2 separate regions of the Mus musculus genome follow, and region 2 is linked to region 1. A link is a contact called in public Hi-C data. All regions are on one chromosome and are shown on one strand. The core of a region is the stretch at or near the end of the contact, and the rest is flanking DNA. Distances in the headings are between cores, read along the strand shown. Region 1 has its middle 4.7 kb from the start of Gm29595. Region 2 overlaps Btrc (beta-transducin repeat containing protein).

Evidence for each region. Hi-C and Micro-C count contacts between places; a contact is called where the count stands out from the background.
Region 2: a Hi-C map of the G1E-ER4 cell line shows a contact between it and region 1, with 1.9 times the contacts expected there. The contact joins two enhancer-like sites. A contact is called at or near these places in 4 of 484 Hi-C or Micro-C datasets (the G1E-ER4 cell line, the N1E-115 cell line, liver and 1 more) and 12 of 115 datasets of contacts at active chromatin or transcription factors (the 230-238 cell line, acute myeloid leukemia, a beta-TC-6 cell line and 8 more).

What each region holds. Positions count from the first base shown.
Region 1 is chr19:45,306,041-45,310,084 of GRCm38.p6, forward strand. No RefSeq gene overlaps it. Among named protein-coding and RNA genes, the nearest start is that of Gm29595, 4.7 kb to the left of the region's middle. Within about 2 kb of position 1,886, at least 57 of the 459 cell types and tissues checked have an H3K27ac peak or open chromatin away from gene starts, as enhancers often do. A contact at or near this core is called in the G1E-ER4 cell line, where this site is marked.
Region 2 is chr19:45,470,791-45,474,834 of GRCm38.p6, forward strand. Btrc (beta-transducin repeat containing protein) reads left to right here. Exons shown (of 15, transcript NM_001037758.2): 4 at 225-314. Among named protein-coding and RNA genes, the nearest start is that of Gm19639, 71 kb to the right of the region's middle. Within about 2 kb of position 2,206, at least 80 of the 459 cell types and tissues checked have an H3K27ac peak or open chromatin away from gene starts, as enhancers often do. A contact at or near this core is called in the G1E-ER4 cell line, where this site is marked.

The sequences.
Region 1 (4,044 bases), core at 636-3,135:
AATCAAATTAGGAAACTCGGGGTTGGGGCTGTAACTTAGTTAATAGAGGGCTTGGCTAGCACACATGAAGACCTAGGTTGGATACTAACACAAATGCACACTTGCTCATCTCAGGTGAAGGTCGGAGATCAGAAGTTCAAGGATATCTTTGGGTGCACAGTGCTTTCGGGGCCAGCCTGGACTACATAAAATCCTGACTCAAAAATAAACAAATTAGGAACTTGACATTTTGGAGGAGAAAGAGCGGAGTCCCACAGGGGAGAGATAACTCCCATTTCTCCAGGCCTTATGAAGATAGACTTCCAGGATGTGATTCAGGATCATCTGCCCAACAAGCTATCAGATGATTCAGGGAATGGGCTTTGGAAAGAGCTGGAAGCAGAGAAACATACATTCACATTCACAGAAGCTCAGAACCCCTCTCTTCCCTTTCCCTGCTTAAGTGGACGGACGGCGGGAGACTGGGTTCAGAGGATAAGGGACCCATGAAAGCAGCTATGCTGTTTCTCGGGATGAAAGAAAGTTGCCAGGAGCTGGGAGGTTGAAGGTCTGGATAAAGATCCCAGCTTTACAGAGAAATACTCCCAGCCTGGGCATGAGCCTTGTCATCAAGGATGCTGTTAGCTGTTTCACTGTGATTGGCACTGAGCCTCTCTGCTTTTAGGTTCTTTACCTGGAAAAGGAAAATACTACATTCCAGTTCTAATTTCTTCGTAGTCCTGGTTGTCCTGGAACATGCTCTGTAGACCAGGTTTGTCCTTGATCCACCTGCCTCTGCCTCTCAAGTTCTGGAACTAAGGGAGTGTGCCACCACTGTCTGGCCTGTTCTAATTTCTATAGTGTTTGGAGAGCTGGACTTGGGAAGGAGTAAAGCTATTTCAGGGCTGAATATTCAGACTTCTGAGATGGACAAAGACAGTTAATTGTACTGAAAGTGAGTGAAGCCTGAAATCTCTCAAGGGACACTTGGAGTCGAGGAACTGCTGTGACCAGGACAAGTGCAGAGCAGTAAATCAGCCCAGCTGTGGGACTGAAGAAAGGCAGGCTAGAATCACCAAGCAGTGCCACCTAAATTGTCTCTGCCCTGGGATCCAGCGCCAAAGCCCAGGAGTGATGGGAAGAAACTCCAATTAACAAGGCAGCTGTCAGTCAATCTCAATGGCAGGAAATCTGTGTGCTATTATGATCTGTACTTGGGCAAGGAATATTGGCTAGGAAGTGAGATTCTGTGTTTCCTTTCTCCAGTTTTCTTAGTAAGTTGCCTGCCTGAGAGCATTAACATCCCTTCCGCTGTTAGAGCAGAGGAGGAATCCGGGCACCCCTGGTGGTAGAGCTGTGGTTAGCAGGGGCAACACCTTTTTAGACTTGTTAGAGGAACTGGGTACAGAGTATGAAGCAGGTGGAAGGAGCCAGCATGTGAGTGTTGGGGCGGGGGTAGTGAGAGTAATGGAGACACCCCACCGTCCTCTTGACTTGCCAAGATGAAACCGAACAAGCCAGTAGGGAGACTTGGAGCGGAAAATCGCCTTGGATGATATTCCCCAGAGAGAAAGGACTAGAAGCCCAGAGTCATGGGCAGCCAGAAGCCAGCAGTCAGGGGAAGAGAGGTGAAGAGAGAAGCTATCCCTTTCCACGGATGTGCCTTGGCCCCTGACCAAGCGAAGAGGGGCAGATTTTCTGTCTTGTCCCAAGCCCCTGCATCTGCCACCTTGTTTACTTCATGTCTATTTATAGTCACAGGCTCTAAGCCTGGTATGGGACTCTGCGATTTATATGACTATAAACTTCCAAAGGGCACTGAGAACTGGCAGGGCAAAGATAGGGACAGAGGCAGGCCTCCCACGGTCAACGCATCTACCCTCCCACCTACTCTGACCTTAAATGCTACCAAAGGACAAGAGGTTCTAAGACCAGACTCAGAACACCAAGCCAGGGGCAGGAAGCCACATCACTGGTTTGACCCTTCTTCCCCTGAGTCCTGGATGTGGGGTGAGGTACAGATGTTTTAGTCTGATCTCCTTCACACACTTGGGAGCGTGTAGCGAACTTCTGTGTGGTAGCGTGGTTTCATCAGACAATGACTGAGTCTGAGCGACTCTAGACTTCAGAAGAGGAAGTGGAAGTGAAGACCTGCAGCCCAGGCTCTGCCTGCCCTATCCACTGACCAACAGGAAGAAAGATGAACCATTCTCATGGCCTCCTTCTCAGGGTGCCCTTGGAGGCCTGAGCCAGCCCACCCCTCACTCAGATCAGAGATGGTTAAGGCCTGACTATAGGATTCTGAGAGGAGCTCCTTGCCCTGTCTTTCCCCCCTAGGAGGCCCCCTGTTCAGACTCTCTACTTAATAAGTCTCCCTCTTTATGCTTGCCCACTCTCTTGCTCCTCAAGTGTTTTTAAGACTTTGAACGAGTGTCTAGACTGAGTTCTCCCTGCCCAATCCATACCAACCTCCCACGGTGCACTCCACCTTCCAACCCCCACCCTCCACTAGTCCCTACTCCAGGATCTGTCATATGAGCATTAAGGCTGGGTATATCTAAGTTCTCTGTCTGTCTCGTCTGTGTGTGTGATGTGACAAAAAAAAAAATAAATAAAATGTTATTTCTGGATATGTCTGTGAGGGTGTTCCCAGGAGAATGTTCACTTTTGGTCATTCGGCTTCTAGAAGGAAGATCTGCCATCACTCAGGTGAGGGGCAGCATCCAATCCACTGAACAAAGAGCAGAAGACCAAGCTCTGCTTGTCCTCCTGCCCTAGGAGGTGGCATTGCTGGTTCAGCCTCCCACCAGGACTCCCACCTGTCGTTCTCAGGACTAAGACTATGCTCTACTGTGACAGCTCCTAGCGACAGATCTTGGTACTTCTCAGCTTCCATGATCTGTGAGCCAATCCTTCACAGCAATAAATCAATGCCTCTCTCCTTCCCTTTCTTTCCTTCTGCCCTCTCATCTCAATCATGTCTGCTTCTCTGGCGATCCTTAATCCAGTGTCTGAACTCCAGGAGCTGGGTGGGGCAGGTATGAGGAAGAGAAAGCAAGCTGCATCCGGCTGGAAGGAGGGCAGAACTCCCTTCCTGCCCTCTCCAGGGGGAGGCAGCAGAGGACCATGGGAACTGCCCCATCCAGCTATAAGCACAAGGTTCCTTCAGGTCCTCTATCCACTGTGGAGTCCATATGGAGGCACTCGCCACTCGCGTGGTCTGAAGTTTTCACACTTGCAGCCCATTTCTCTGGTGCAAAGATACCTTGGGAAAGCTAGCCTGTTTTCAACTTAGTCTCCTGCCCCTTCTGTTCATTCTTTTTTTTTTTTTTTTAAAGATTTATTTATTTATTATGTGCAAGTACATTGTAGCAATCTTCAGGCACTCCAGAAGAGGGTGTCAGATCTCATTACAGATGGTTGTGAGCCACCATGTGGTTGCTGGGATTTGAACTCAGGACCTTTGGAAGAGCAGTCAGTGCTCTTAACCACTAAGCCATATCCCCAACCCCTTCCATTCATTCTTGAGCAGTGATTTCTTACATAAATAAGCAAACCAAGCCAAAACACTTTTTTTTTTTTTTTTTTTTTTTTTTTTTTTTTTTTTTGGAGACAGGGTCTCTCTGTATAGCTCTGGCTGTCCTGGAACTCACTTTGTAGACTAGGCTGGCCTCGAACTCAGAAATCCGCCTGCCTCTGCCCAGTGCTGGGATTAAAGGCATGCGCCACCACGCAAAACACACTTTTGTCTGCAGCTCCTGCCGCTCTTTATACCTCTCAGCTCTCATCACTGTGGGCCGAATGTGACATCAGCCTGCATAGAGCCAGTCTGGCTGGTTTAGTTTCTCTGTGTTCCCTGGGTCATCACTACGATGACTACTTTTAGGTAGAACATACCCAATCTTCCCTGGTGTCTCTTCTTCTCCACTCCTATCCAAACACTTGGCAGACTCACTTTCTTGGGTACAGGGACTGGGTCTGGCCCTGGAGATGACGAGGAAGACAGTCCTGTGTCAGCCAGCATTGGGCAGTGATGATTTGGAGGATCTAAATGCCTCAGCCTAG
Region 2 (4,044 bases), core at 956-3,455, 170 kb after region 1:
TACTTATTCGTGGGCACACCATTGGCTTTCATGGACTCTGTCCTTTCCTCCTCCTCTCTGCTTGGTCCCTCAGCGACTACAAATCTCCGTTTTACAAATAGAATTGTATGTTGATTTAGAGAAATTGAAGAGAACTTGACAGCTATGTGTGTCAGTGTTTTGGTATCGTTACCAAAAAAAAAAAAAAGTGATTTTTTTTTTTTTCTTGAAATTTGTCTCTACAGACTTACAACAGCTGTGCCAGGCTTTGCATAAACCAAGAGACAGTATGTCTAACAAGCACTGCTATGAAGACTGAAAATTGTGTGGCCAAAGTAAGTAACCATGCTCAGCAGTTAATAGAGCACACTGCCCCAGAGCTGCGCCTGTGGGTGCCTTTACTCAGTGTTGTCACGACAGGTGATCGTAAGACCATATATTTATGAAGACAATATAGCAGGTATTATTTTATACAGAATGAACTGAAAGCTGGGTTTTCTTTCTCTTGAGTTGCAACAGAATCTTTTTATTCAGTTACACAGATCAGTGAGTTATTATAAGATGATGAACAGTTTATTTTGTACCTTCCTTCCTGTCTCGTTTTTATTGTTCAGTTGTTTTGTTTTGTCTACATAGCCGTTGCTGTTCTAGAGCTCACGAAGTTGACCAGACTGGCCTTGAACTCAAAGATCGGCCTGCCTCTGCCTCTCGAGTACTGAGATTAAAGACAAGCACCACTATGGCTGGCCTCCCTAAGAGTGGGCGTAGTGCTCTGGAGATAGACTGACGCTGACAGCTTGAGCAGAGATCCAGTTATGTTGTGCCACTGTTACTTGGCCAGGCATAGCTGTATATGCCTTTAAGCCCATTGGAAGGCAGAGGCCAGCTTGGTCTACAAAGCAAGTTATAGGACAGCCAGGGCTACATAGAGAAACCCTGTCTCCAAAAACCAAAACCAAAAGAGATGTCACATTTGATTTTGAATGAAAAACTGTTTTTATCTGTCCATATGGCCTAAGTCTTTCATGTATAAATATGTGCTATATCTCTAGATACAAAAATAATATTTCAAATTAAAATCTTCAGAGCTGAAGAGATGGCTCAGTAGTTAAGATCACAGGTTGATCCTGTACAGGATCCAGGTTTAATTCCCAGCACCCACATGGTGGCTTTACAACCATCTGTAACTACAGTTCAGGGGATCCAATTTCATCTTGTGGCCAATATAAACACTGCATGTGCATGGTACACAGGCATTGTTTCTGTTTTTCTTAAAAAAAACATCTTTATTACCATTTAGGATTTTGTTGTTTTGCAATTTTTTCCAAATTTCAGCTTAATCTATTCTTTTTTATTTACTATTAGAGGTAAGACTTTGTTTCTATCATGTGAACTCTATCTTATAAAATTCAAGAAAAGCTATCTTATTTCTTTTGGGTTACTACAACAAAATATAAACAGTAGCTTATAAAAATAATTTTTATATGATTGTGACAATAGATTCAATGTCTACTTAAAAGTTCACATCTTGGTAGACGGAGCCTTGCTATGAGTAGTCTCAGGATGGAAGGAGTGCCAAGCTCTCCTGGATCTTCTGCTAACTGTTCCTGAGGACTCTGTTCTCATACACGAGGTGGTTAGAGGGGAACACAATCAAATTGTTACATAGTAGCAATAATAATTTTTATTCTATTTCCTAAAACATATAGTAATCTCTTAACCCTGCTTTATTAGCTGAAAACATATTACACATAGCCATTGGAATTAGCCATATGAGTAATGTCAGATTTATTTTAAATTATAGCAGCAAAAGGTAGGTTCATCAATTGTGTATTGAGTCCACATCTTAATTTGCTACAAAAATGAGGATTAATGTAAATTAGATTTAAATTTCAGTTCCTTAGTAACAGCTTGCAGGTGCCACTTGGACCCCGGGTGGGGACTGGGTGGAGAAAGTGTGCTTTCACGCTTGTGCACGCTGCTCTCGCTTTCGTCACAAGTGGGTTCCTGCTGCTAAACAAGGCAAAGGCAAAGTCTTAACATGAGCACCAACCCAAAGACAGGGCGACAATTTAATGAGTTTCCTTGAGAGCTGGCCAACTGAGCATCTGTTCCTTTTGTTTTTCTCTACTTGGTAAGCCAGTGTTTCTGAACTCCTTAGCCGCGTTGCTGTGTGTCTCTACCGTGTGGGGGTGGGGTTGTTTCTTTTTCTACCCTCTACTTGAGTAGTGCAGTTAGAAATCTTCTGGCATCTGGCACAGTGGTGTAATTTCTTCCGTGCTCTTGAGTGAGGAAATGTTTGCTCATTGCTGCTCATCATGTCTGTCTCCTTGCTCCCAGATGGTGACCTTCTCCTCCCATTCCTGCCTGTCTTAACATTATTCTGACACCTATTTTCTCTCATTGTCCCCTTAACCACTCTAATTGAATAATGATTTCTATAATTTCCAGTTGGAACACAACCAACTTCCTGCTTCTCCTTATTGGCCCACATCCTGTCTTCTAGTTCATTGCTTCAGATTTGAGACAGATTGTCAGATAAAAATACATAACTGAAAAAAATGTTTACCACAGTACAATAGCATGGCCCCAATGAGAGTTGTCCTCTCTCCCTGCTAAACATGCTCTGTCTGTCTCGTGATTTCATGCTGTCTCTCTGGGCCTCAGTTACTGCTTGACCCTTGAAAGAAATGACTCAAAGTTATGTTTGTGGATCTTTAAACATTTTTTATTTCTTTTTCCTCACCTTTACTTCTTAGTAATGGTTTGTCTGCTACTGATTCAGATTGTGCTCCAGTGTGGCCTGCAGGTCCATATTTTGGTTTAGGTATAAGTACTAATTATAGCCTTTTTATTAAATATTGCTTGTTTGCATTTTACAGAAGGTATTGGTTCTTCTCAAAAGCAGAAACGAACCTTATTTTGTATATAGCTCTCCTCTGTTGGGTACTCTAGTTTTGCAGTTTCCGTATGGAAAGGGCACTCCCCTTAATTTGCTATAAAATGTAAGAAAGCACAGCTGTTTCATAAGTTACCTTCACAGCAGTCTCCTGAATCTTAGCTTGCCGGAAAAAGGGTCAAGAAAATATTTAAAACTAAAAGTGGGGAGTGCTCCGGATAATATTTGAAGCCATGAAGTGTCTTGTATATAGTTTACTTTTTCTGTCTGTCTGTCTGTTTGTCTCGGGTAACCCTGGCTGTGCGAACCATTCTGGCCTTGAACCCACAGAAACCCACCTGTGCTGGGATTAGAGGGGTGCCCCACCGTGCCTAGCTCGTTGAGTTTAGAGCCTTCTGTCTGCTCACAGTGCTGGAGTTAGGACACTCGTCTGGAGATGATGAGCTCTGTATTTATTGTAGCTTTAAATGGACAGTCATTACTGTCAACTCAGTCTCTCAAATCTATAATCACATCGTACCTAATTGTCAACCTTCATGTTTTTTAATTATGAAAGAAAACTAAGAACATTAATTTTTATGTTATCTTTCTATTGACTTTATTGATGTACCACAGAAAATTTTGGTTTGAGGCTTTTCCATAATTTACCTTTATATCCCACACCCGTTCCATAAACATGTATAGTTAAAATTGAGTTGTTCAAATACTTCTACCTTGATTCCTGGCCTAGACAGGGGTAGTTCTGTCTTTGTTTGGAATAAGCCCATTCGGTGGTCTTGTATACATTCTGTATCTGTTGTTGTTGTTGTTGTTATTTTGTTATTACTGGCTTTTATTTGAGATAATAATCTGTTTGAAACCGAGACAGAAAAATGTGATGTTCCTTCCCACTCACTCCAGATTTTGATAGAAGACTTGTTTTATTTATTTCCAAAATTATATCCGCAGGAAACAAGCTGTTTAAATTCAGATTATGCTGAAGCAAAATGGTCCTGGTATGAGAAGCAACGTGCTGTTTTACGAGCACAGAGTCCCTTTTCTCATAACTGATTGATAGTAAATATTTTCCTGAAGAATTATTGCCAACCATGAACAGTGCAACTGTTTCACTTTTTTTCCGTGCTACTTGCTGTACCAGCCATTGTCGGTAATTAAGATCTACAATT